Regions from separate parts of the Mus musculus genome. Here region 2 is linked to region 1. A link is a contact called in public HiChIP or PLAC-seq data. All regions are on one chromosome and are shown on one strand. Each heading gives the region's core, a stretch centred on a gene start, on an enhancer-like site or on the middle of the called end of the contact. The rest is flanking DNA. Distances are from core to core; before and after follow the strand shown. Region 1 has its middle 7.8 kb from the start of Reep3. Region 2 overlaps Arid5b (AT rich interactive domain 5B (MRF1-like)).

The links. HiChIP or PLAC-seq counts read pairs in DNA pulled down with a chosen protein or histone mark.
Region 2: a contact with region 1 is called in an H3K27ac HiChIP or PLAC-seq map of microglia, with 4 times the contacts expected there. The contact joins two enhancer-like sites. A contact is called at or near these places in 1 of 484 Hi-C or Micro-C datasets (embryonic stem cells) and 2 of 115 datasets of contacts at active chromatin or transcription factors (embryonic stem cells and microglia).

What each region holds. Positions count from the first base shown.
Region 1 is chr10:67,102,113-67,107,494 of GRCm38.p6, forward strand. It overlaps a transcript of Jmjd1c not described here. Among named protein-coding and RNA genes, the nearest start is that of Reep3, 7.8 kb to the left of the region's middle. Within about 2 kb of position 3,714, at least 42 of the 459 cell types and tissues checked have an H3K27ac peak or open chromatin away from gene starts, as enhancers often do. A contact at or near this core is called in microglia, where this site is marked.
Region 2 is chr10:68,126,496-68,132,087 of GRCm38.p6, forward strand. Arid5b (AT rich interactive domain 5B (MRF1-like)) reads right to left here. Exons shown (of 10, transcript NM_023598.2): 6 at 2,294-2,498; 7 at 204-256. Among named protein-coding and RNA genes, the nearest start is that of Gm51770, 22 kb to the right of the region's middle. Within about 2 kb of position 3,381, at least 23 of the 459 cell types and tissues checked have an H3K27ac peak or open chromatin away from gene starts, as enhancers often do. A contact at or near this core is called in microglia, where this site is marked.

The DNA.
Region 1 (5,382 bases), core at 2,464-4,963:
GTTCGGCGGTTGGCTAAGAGCAGCAGCCAAACTGTAGCTCATCATACATAGTACATGGTGAAGAACTAACTGGGTGCTCTCTTGCTAGGGGAAGGAGAAAGACAGATACCACCATCAACATTGCTTTTCAGCAATGAATAGAAAATAGGCCAAAGATCTTAAGAGACACCTTGCCAAGGAGGAAATACCCAGGACAAATAAAAATGCGAAAAGCACCACACCCCCATCCGTCGCAGGTTAACGAGGTGCAGGGGGTTGGGTGGTGCATTCTGCACCTATGAGGGTGGTCAGGCTCACAGCTCTTGGGCCACAGTGCTGGCCGAGACATAGTACACAAGGGAAGCAGTCCACTGACCCATGGCACGGCCAGCCCAAGAGACGGTTTCTCCCGAGTCAAATCTGCTCTTAACTGTTGGCCCAATGATCCTGATACCCTCCAGTGTTGGCTTCTGTTGCAGGGAAACCTGCATGTGTTTACAGGAGCTTGAGTCACTGTTGTCGAAAGTCACTGGTGACCAAGATGTCCGTTAGTTAGGTGTTCTAGATAAATTATAGTAAGCTCAGACAGCGCTGGAGGGAAGGAATTACAGCTTAGTCCAGGAAACCTCACTCTGCATTCTTATGAAAGAAACACTTCCTGAGAAGTCTGGGTCCTGTGTGACTTCAAGCACAAGATCCGAAAAGGCAGAGAACCAAGTACAGCAGAAAGATCCCTGGCTCTCAGAGTTAGGGGGTGGGTGAGGGCTGAACAGGCAGATTTGAAACGCAAGAAAACGTTTCTGTTCTGGTCCTGCAATGATTCATAGGCGCCATGATATATGTGCTAACATCTGTAGCAAGATGTTACAAGATTGTAACAAGATCAGTAAGGCCATATTTGTAAGCTGTGGAGTATGAGTGAAGATAATGAGTCTGTGTGGCCCATGGATGGCGCCAGATGCGCCTCCCTTAGCTCTATGAGTATTTATCCCCCTCATTTTTTTGCTACCTCGAAGTTTCTCGCAGGTCCTTCAGACTCAGTCTTTCTTTCTAAATCCTCGCCTTTAAAAAGTTGCTTCTCATTCATACTCGTCTCGTTTCCCCTATGTGATGTGGATCAAATTAATTGTGGCAAATCCTTGCTAAGGAGTTGATTGGGCTGGTGAGGTGACTCAGCAGGTAGAGATGCTTGTCCTAGGACTGGCAGCCTGAGTGTGATCCCTAGGACACACGAGGAGTGGGGGGGGGGGGGGAGCAAGGGAGGGATGGGAGAACGCTGACTACTATAAGTGGTCCTCTGATCCTCACAAGCATGCAATGGCACAGACTTGATACACACAGCGTAGGTGCACAGGCAAATAGTGCTTGTACAAGGAGGGAGGGCCAGTGGAGGGCCCTGCATGTGCTCACACGCTAATCAGTGTTGTCAGCTCATATGAATTGTTTTTCTATAGGGTCTCACTATGTATCTCTGGATGGCCTGGAACTCACTCTGTAGATCACATCGGCCTCTTAACTTCCAGAGATCTGACTGTCTTCTGTCACTTGAGCGCTAGGATTAAAGACTGTACCCAGCCCCAGTGTCTTGATCTTGATTATTAAGGAAACCGGCTCACAGGTTCCTCGGCCGTGCTGAGAGTGTGCTGATGTTCACGGGTTGTCTGTGGAGAATGCAAAGGTGACTTTAAATATCTCAGGGGACAGCTTGCACACGTTTCCATATTTCCATGGACGCCGGCTGGGCTTTTGATGGTGCCTTCCTCTCGAGACACGGTCCGGGCCTGTCGTTTCAGACTTTATCTCCTGGCTCCTAACCTTTCCTCTGCATAGTTCAAAGCTGACTCTATTGGTTGTGCCTCAAACTTATGTGTGTACAGGACTTCTGTTTAAATCACGTTTGACGCTGCCTGAGTCCATTCTGTGCTTGCAACAGGTCAGCCATCTCATACTCTCTAGTTGGGGGTTAGAAACTTTTAAAGCACATTGGAGTTAGAGCTGTAATTAGTTATATTAGAGGGTTGTTGTGGTTACTGTAGACCTTTAGCTTCTGCTAATAAGCCCAGGCTTTGAGGAGGTCAGTCCCATGGCTCCTTCAGTTTCCATTCTTCCTGCTGTGAGATTTTGTTTTCATCTGCCCTCTGTCTGAGAACCACTGGAGAGAGACCCTGCATCTCTCTCATACCTTTATAGGAAGTCTCCGCACCTCCTTGTTTTCTCAGTTTTTAATACTGGGGTCTGGAGACTTACCCACTTTTGTTTGTAATCCTGGTCCCTCGGTTTCCTCTGCTGTGTAAGGTTGTCGGTGTCGAGTGTATTCTTTTCATCCCGCTCACTGATTGTTGCCTTGGATGTTTGGAACATCTGTTGCTGCTGATGTTCTGTTTTGCCTCAGCTACATACGTAAATGTCTATGACATGTGTCAAGTAGCACATCCTATTCTAAAAATAAACCGCAGGGGGATAGATAGGCCGGCGGCAGAACCCGCACGGAGCATGTCTAAGACCCCCATCTTGACTCCCAGAACCCAAAACATAAAAGAATAAAAACAAACTGTCGACCCTGAATGGCTGCCATCTGTGTCCCGCCAGCTGTCACTCTGACAAAATAATTGAAAAGTCACCTCAAAGGGAGGTTCAGAGGTCTCATCCAGGGTCACCCTGCTTGATTTTTTTCCTGTGCCTGCCTGAGGCAGAGCTTCATGGCTGGGCACCTGCTCCCCAGAGCCGTTCACGTCTCCACTTCTTGGGAGGAGGGGAAGAGGTAGGCCAGGGTCATAGTATTCTTTAAAGTCAGGTCCATCCTTGGCCTCCCCTCCCCCAACTCCCCAAGTTTTAACCTCCTGCCCCTAGTACCATCAGCTGGAGACCAAGCTCTAACACCTGAGCCTGCCTGGCAAGAACATTCCAGATTCAAACATAACGCCATTCATTCCAGCAGATGTTAAGCTTCTTGATGGCAGGATGTGCCTTACACACCCCAGTTTGCCTTGTTTCCTGGTCGTCCCAGTAATCTCGAGACCACTTCACTTTCTGCAGATGAAAGTCAAAACCTCTGTCACTTGTGTAACAGTCATTTGGGGTTCCAGGAAGCTTATTTCAGAGGTCTACAGAAAGGAAATAACAAAATCAGAAAGTCCAGGCGAAATGGAGAACATCGGTTATGCTTTGAAAGATTAAGGGCTGGAAGGCTGGGTTTAGGACCAGGTCTAGCACAGGCCAAAAGTATATCCGCATACATTAAAGGCCATACTTTAGATTGTTTGCCTTAAGGGGATTATTTATAAATTACTAAGAGAACTCAACACGGAAACGCATGAGAACTCTTGGTAGGTGTACACGGTCATAGAGATGTGTAACAGTCCATCGCACATAACCCAGGCAGCCTTGGCAACAGAGAGACCATGGAATTTGGGAGGCACATACTCTCAACTATAGAAAAAGGAAGGAGCATATGGGCAGCTAGTGACGACTGCCAGGGTAGTATGCCACATATACTGATTTGAGGAAATTAAAAAGGAAGGGAGAAACTGTTCTTTTTGAAGGAACAAACCTCAGCTGCTCCAAAAAGGTGAGCCTGGGTCTCCTACGGGGGAAAATAGAACAGGTAAAAAGAGCTGTAGTGTGCGGGGCCGGGGGGGGGGGGGGGCCAGACACAGAAGGGCTAGCAGCAGTCGGTTCTACAGCAGGCACTAGCCAGGAGTCTGCTAGTCCAGTTGGCACTGTCAGATTGCACAGGTCACAGGCTGGATGTTTACCAGCACAGGTCGCAGGCTGGGTGTGTAGACGTCCCCTTCACCCTGTCTGTCAGGTTGTGAGACCCATTCAGCTACTTGCGTCTCTTCTCCGTGCCCTTTTCTTTTTCACTACTCTCTCCCCGCCCCAGCTGACTTGTGTTGCGTCAGCCCCTGCCAGGTTCTTCCCGTGCTCAGTAGATACCCCTGGCAGCTCAGAATCTCAGTGTTATCAGTTGCTTGCAAAGAGAAAAAGGCCAGCCGGGCAGTGGTGGGGCACGCCTTTAATCCCAGCACTTGGGAGTCAGAGGCAGGTGGATTTCTGAGTTCAAGACCAGCGTGGTCTACAGAGTGAGTTCCAGGACAGCCAGGGCTACACAGAGAAACCCTATCTCTAAAAACAAAAAAAAAACAAAAACACCCCCCCCCAAACCCAAAAAACCTAAAGGATAGAAAAAGGCCTAAGGTAAAGTATGGGAAAGGGCACCATGCCCTTCTGTGCCAGCTGAGTCTATTATTTAGAGACTCCCCAGTGCTGTCCGCTCTTAAGACGTCCTTGCATTGTAATGTTTGAAGTGTGGACAGCCATGTCAAGATGCATAAAGATAGAGGTAGTTCCCTGGCTGTAGTCTGGGAGAAGACCCTGCTCCAGAGACTGTCTGCTTTAACTTTCTTGGCTGTCTGTCAGTATTTCTTTTTAGCCGGTATGGGTAGGGCCTCTGTATCGAGGAGATGCTACAACCCACTGTCAGCAGGGGGTGGGCACAGGGGGGAGCGGTGTGAGCAGCTTAAGGCAGAAAGGGTGGGAAAGATTAGAGTCTCTGTGGCCCTGCCTTGGGGGCCAGAAACCATGGATGGAAAAAAGGAAATTGTGTATCGTGATGTGACCTCATTTCTCTTGCTCTCTGTCATTAATTCTACGTTTCTTAATCAGCTGGTCTTCTCGTCCACAGCCTCCTGGTTGCCTGGCACAGCAAGCAGAGTGGGCTTTCCGGTACATACGTGAGAGGGTCCTGCCGCTTACCCTCTTCCATGACCTGTGGCTTCCCCAGGCTCTGGTTAGATTCTATCTTGGCTCACAGAACCCCGTGTGCACTGATCTCCTTGTGTTTCCAAAATTGATGGGTTACTATCTCTCTGCCCTCTTCCTGATCCTGTGAACCTAGCATTGTACTTCCTTCCCTGGGGCCTTCGCTGTTCCCTGTTTCAAGACGAGCACCTGGCAAGTTCAGCTGGAGACTCTGACTAAACACTGCTCCTCAGACTGTCTTCTTAGTGTGGTCCAGATTCCAAGGCATCTCTGTCACCAATTACCCAATCTCACCTAGCCTCGAATGGATTACCTTACTCCATTGTAAGCTTCTGTTCTTATTGTCTCCTCTTCCTCCAATTATGCTGTAGGTTGTTACTTCAGGAATGTTGTCTGTCCTGTTTCACTGTTTTGGTCTCAGTGCCTGTACACACCCAGCCTTAGGATTTTGAATGGCTATTTATACCAGAGAAGGCGCAGAAGCAGGCTGTTCATGATCCCATGGCGTTTGCCCTCAGGGCACAATTTATCAAATCAAGCAAAAAGTGCTGAATAGAACCCAAATCAGCGGTCATGGACCAACCAGTCTAATGTCTTGGCAGAGTGTGGCTTTTAGCAGTTCAAGTGGGACTTACTGAGGAG
Region 2 (5,592 bases), core at 2,131-4,630, 1.0 Mb after region 1:
CAAACCTGGAACTAATTGGGACCATTTCCAAAACTGGTCCAATAAACCCCCCAAAGTGTAAGAGCCATTGGGAAAGGCAGCCAATGATGGCGTGCTTGCTTTTCAGTTTTCCTCCATTTTGGCCAGAGACAGAAGGGATGGGGGTAGGGTGGGGGGGGAGTTAGATTGTGAAATTATTTCATTTAAGTTGCTTAAACACTTACTGTTTCATATCCTCCCAGTTTTTGAGCAGCTTGAAACATAGTCCAAAGGTTAACTGTTAGAGGGACAATAAGTATTTAGATAAGCATTGCATTAACACACTTCCAAGAAACGTCAATTCAAACATTTTTGTTTTGTTTTTCAATGAGAAAGAGAAAGAAAGAAAAAATAATAACAAAAAACCCAATCACCTCTATCAACAAGAATAACAACAACAAAAACCCAATTGTCTGCACCCCAGAGAGCTAAATTTCTAGGAAATAATTCACTCGAGGAGAGTTCAACATTATAGGATCTACTATGTTTAACCCTTAAAAAGTATTTCTTGAGAGAGAGTTGCAACACTAGAGTGCCTGTTGGACTTTAAGGACAAACAGCATAGTCTTGTCTGTCTTATCATCTGCAGAGGAAGAGAAGATGTTCGAAGAACCTTGAGGAATGTGTGGGAATTCAGAAGAGGGGTGTGGGGCTTGCTCAGTTCTCTGAGAGAAGGCCTTGCTAGGACAGTCACACTTCCTCCAGATAAGATTTCTCTGTGATCAGTAAACAGTCACTTTACTATATGATTACCTTCTTAGACTGTTTGATAACAAGGCCATAGTAAAGGATCTTGGCTGTATTTTTGCCAACATGTGGCTGGCACGTGAGAGTAGAAAACAGACAGGTCACATGCCTGACTTGAGTCACACAGTAAGGGGAGATAGTCATTCACAGAGAAATGGAGTCATAAGCACACTTAACTCCTTAACTGGGCCTGGATAGCTGTGTGATGTTAGGAAACACTGTAACTTAAAAAAAAAAAAAAAATCCGGAGTTTAGGGTTTGCCTGGTTATGCTGCCAAACAAGCTTGCCTCAAACTAGTATTGAGATATTTTTGGTTGCTCGTTTTGTACCAGATACCTTGGAATGTGAGAATATTGGACTTCAAGTAATCCTTTGGTGCAGGATTTGAACCAAATGGGGAATTAAAATGTCAAAAGACTCTGACACAACATGCTTGCAAAGCCATAGTGAACCTTGTACTGTGTCAAGGCTAAAAGAGCCCTGCCTTGGCCTTGTTCTCGGAAACACTGATAACGGGACAGAGCTCTTCATAGAACATTGATTTTACTTCTATTTGAGCAGCCAGTTTTCAGACAAACATTGTAATCATGTGCCATTATATAAGTTTATAATGACTTCGAGTGATCTCTTGTAATCGGTGCCAGCTGCTATTAGCTATGTAAATTGTTATGTAAAACATACAGGTTTGACTCTTCATCAGAATGACACATGGCTTTAATCTAGGGAGACGCATTTGGAGAAAATACTATTTCAAGCCAGAGGAGCCCATAGCTTTGTGCACCAGGAAATCCAGATAGCAAAATATACTTGGCTGTGAACTCCAGGGTGCAAGGGGGGGGGGGCAAGATCTGGGTTTTCTTTTTCATTTACAATGGAAGTTTGCACAAGCTATGAGTTTCCTTGTCTATGCATGAAGACACCTAGACGCACAGCCAGCTCAAAGTTGCTACAAACTGGGATTTCTCTTCAACTTTTTATTTCATATTTGATTTGAATTCAGACTTTAAGAAAACAACAGGTTTAAAACTAAAGGGATTTTTTCCCCCTCTTTATGGCTGTTTGGTCTACTTTTAAACATCTTTCTTTTAGAAGTTGTCTCTGAACAGGCAACATCTGTGCCTGATAAGGCAACATCATCATCATTATCATTATCTCATAAGAAAGGAGTTGCAGACACTCCAGATTGACAAAACAGAAAACAAGAAGCTTTCAGCACGTCTATTTCCAGTCACAGTCCTCGGACTTCTGCCTATAAATATCTCTGCAATTGTCCCAGAAGGCAACAATGCAGCGGAAAGAGGCAGGGAGAAAATTCTTGGCTTGGACAATTTGTGGATCTACTATAAACAGAAAACACCCTGCCTAGATTAGGATTTCAACATAATCACTAGTAGAAAAGAAAAGGAAAAAAAAACCCAACAACAACATTTTTTCCACTCCCCGCTCCCTAACCCCCGCCCGCCGCCTTGCAATTTCAAAGAATCTTAGCAATTCTGATCTTTCAGAAACAAAAGCAAGGATACTTACTCTGTTTGAAACCCAAGTAGGGAATTCGCTCGATGGGCGTTTTTCTTTCTTTCATGTATTTATACAGGGCCACTAAGAAGGCTTGTTCATCTGCCCTGCATTCTTCGCCAATAGACAGCTTTGGCTTTTCTTCATTTGAGGTTTTTTTACAGTTATTGTGGTTATTCTTCGGCTTGGTCAAGGCTGACCTGGCCTCTCCTTTCACCTGGAAAAAAAAGTAATAATAACAGTATATCAAATCAAGTCTCGGAAGGCTTGAAAAGACATCTGTAAGTGACACTTTCCACAGAAGACACCCTTGAGTGAGGATGCTTCTAGACGATGGCAACAAAGCTCTATAAAAGAGCACATAGCAGGCTTTTGTGCTCTGTGGACTTGATGCAAGTACTCAAGTCTAGCAAGGGTGTGACATGAATGTCAATAAAACTTTATTGACAAACAGGTGTCCAGAGGGCCACAGTTGGCCAGGTTGTGCCAGGGTCCTTTGTCTTCTTCACAGTACATTCATGTCAAACCAGAAAAAATAGTGTTAATATCTGGGAAGAAGGCTGATTTTCCCTTTGATACATTTTATTCCCCCAAAGGGCACCACCATTAAGCTCCTTGATTAAACCCGGTTTCCATAACAATAGCCCAATACTGTATATTTTATATAAAAGAGAGAGGTTTATTTCTTTGTATGCATTTATCCGCTTTCTCTTTCTAGACACCTGGAGGAGCTCTCCATGCTGGGTCATTGTCATGTGTTATCTGTGGTTGATGGCTGCACACAACATTGAGCAGTGTACTAAAAAAGCAGATTTTTTGATGATGACTTGATGGCTTTTTCATCAGCTTAGAATGGGATAGGACATGTTTCCTTGCCAGAAAAGAAAGAGTAGAGAACAGTTAAAACCCCAAATAGAACAAATGGAACCCTCTTCTTCCCCCCCCCCCCCAACTAAGACATAAAGGGAGGCATATACTTCATGGTTCTTCCTTCTACCCCACAGGCAGGCTTTGGTGTTTGGCTAACCTAATGTTCCCTGCTCGCAGCCATGTTGTACAGCGGCCTTTGATGGTTGTTAAATATAACGCTAAGTTGCTGAGTTATTTTAATTGTAAAAGGGGGAAGTACAAAGGGTCAGCCTTGGAGTTCAAATGCCCCCACAGGGAGTGTGTACATTCCAATATTCTTTACATCTCCTGGCTGACATCGGGCAGGAAGAGGGTAAGGGCCGGGAAACGTTGGGAATAAAAATGTCCCACAGATTCTACACCGTTCTCTCTTTCCAATTTGTCAGCCTCCACAGATCCTTCTGAGCTCTAAGCACATGAGAAGGTTTCTGTTTATTTATTGGAGGGGGAAACACATCCCCTCTAAGAGGGATTTGTTACTGCTCATTCTCTCAGACAAGCACACTGCTTTCATTGCTTCAGACTGGTCTCACAAGAATAACACTGTCTGGGCACCTCAGCGGGGTCGCCAGAGATGACTCGTAATTTCTAAGGGGCTGAGGAAGTAGGGTAAAGACATTTTTTCCACATAACATTTTTTTACTGACAATGTCCTCAAAAGTTTGCCCTCTGTGACATCGCAGGAAGAAAGAGAGCCTCTGACTTTTTTACACCATCACCAATATTCCCTGCCAAGTACTAGGTTGATAAGCCTAAACTTATGCACACCATAGTTTATTGGCATCGGAAATCATCTAAGCATCCTAGTTTTCATCCGTATCGCCTTGGTGGTTTACATTGGTACCCAAGTGCTGTTGTAGAGCACCCAAGTGTTGTTTCAGTCTCTCATTGGCCACCCTTGCAGACTAGGTTACATCAGCAGGCTTGCCAGCAAGGTCCAAGGAACCGCTTGTCTCTCTCCACCTACCCAGCACTGGGGTTATAAGCATGTGCAACCATGTCAGCTTTGTTAACATGCATTCTCTAGATTGAACTGAGGTCTTCATACTTACAGGACAAGCATTTTAAACACCTGGGCTATCTCCCTAAATTTTATGTGCATGCCTGTCATGAGGTAGGTCATTGCTGTCCAAAGAATGTAGAAACTGAGGCACAAGCAGCAGGAATACATGTGTTTAAGTGTGTAAGGTGGACTTAATAAAAATGTGAAATCCGGTAGTCAAAACAAAGTTTCAAGTTAAAAGATTCACATCTTATTTGCAGGTATGACAACATCTATGGCTGAGAAATACGGTTGGTCATAGGTATATGTAATACAGGCATCACAGCATCTTCTACTGACTGAGAAATGTGATTTATCAAGTCACACAAAAACCAAAACCAGGTGGTTGACAAATCTAAAGGGCTTCTTTGCTTCTACTGGGTACCCAGCCAATGAAGAGAAAGAACCCTATACCCGTGATTGCCTTCAATGAACGATGCAACCTTATATGCTTCACCCATGCTAGGCCATCTACAGGAACTACAAAAGGTGACTGACTAGACCCATGTTATAGGAGAAAAAGACTGAAGCTCACTGAGGCTGGAGATCTTGATGCGGTGCCTGTGAGCTGCCTCATTCACAACACCTAAGTCTGGAGCTCAGGTCTAACTGCTTTCAACTGCTTTCAAGCCTCAACTGTGCTCAGGGAAGAAAGGCTAAACGCTGGGTATAAAACAGGCCGAGGCGTAAGTTTGCAGTGATAACATGTTGACTATCACTGTTATTAGAACAGAGCCATCTCCATTAGGGGACTATGAGTTTTGCAGATAGACAGATGTGCCACCCTCTGCTTGTGTGTTCAAGAAGAGAAATCCTGGAAATGGAAAGAAAACCTTTGGGGTGGAAGCGAGGTGGGGGGGTGCTGAAGTAGCTAACCAACCCTCTCTGTTAATGACAAAGGCTTCAAGTAAGACCATGCTGCCACCTGCTGAACTCCATCCTGTATCCTAGGGGATCCTCTAACAGGATGAAGGATGCTCAGCAAGATGGTAACAAGTGGGTGGTGGCTTGCATCTCAGGCTAGCTTGATATGTTTCTCAGTACAAGCGAGCTTTCTGTTCCCCGTAAGACTCAGTCAAGTTTTTTGTGTGTGTGTGTGTGTGTGTGTGTGTGTGTGTGTGTCACCCAATTTACTCAAAAAACATTCCCAGTATTTTAGTCTACTTAATTATTATAATTCAAGTATTAAAATGGAAATAGCATCTAGTGCTCATGTTGACCTTGAGAGAGTATGACCTTTTAATGGTGGCAGTTAGGTTCCTGACCTGAGCCATACACACCTGCTGAACTCACCAAGAGCACTGGGATTTTCAGAGTGACTGACAGCATGCTAATTAGAGAAGCAATGTTTCATGTTCTC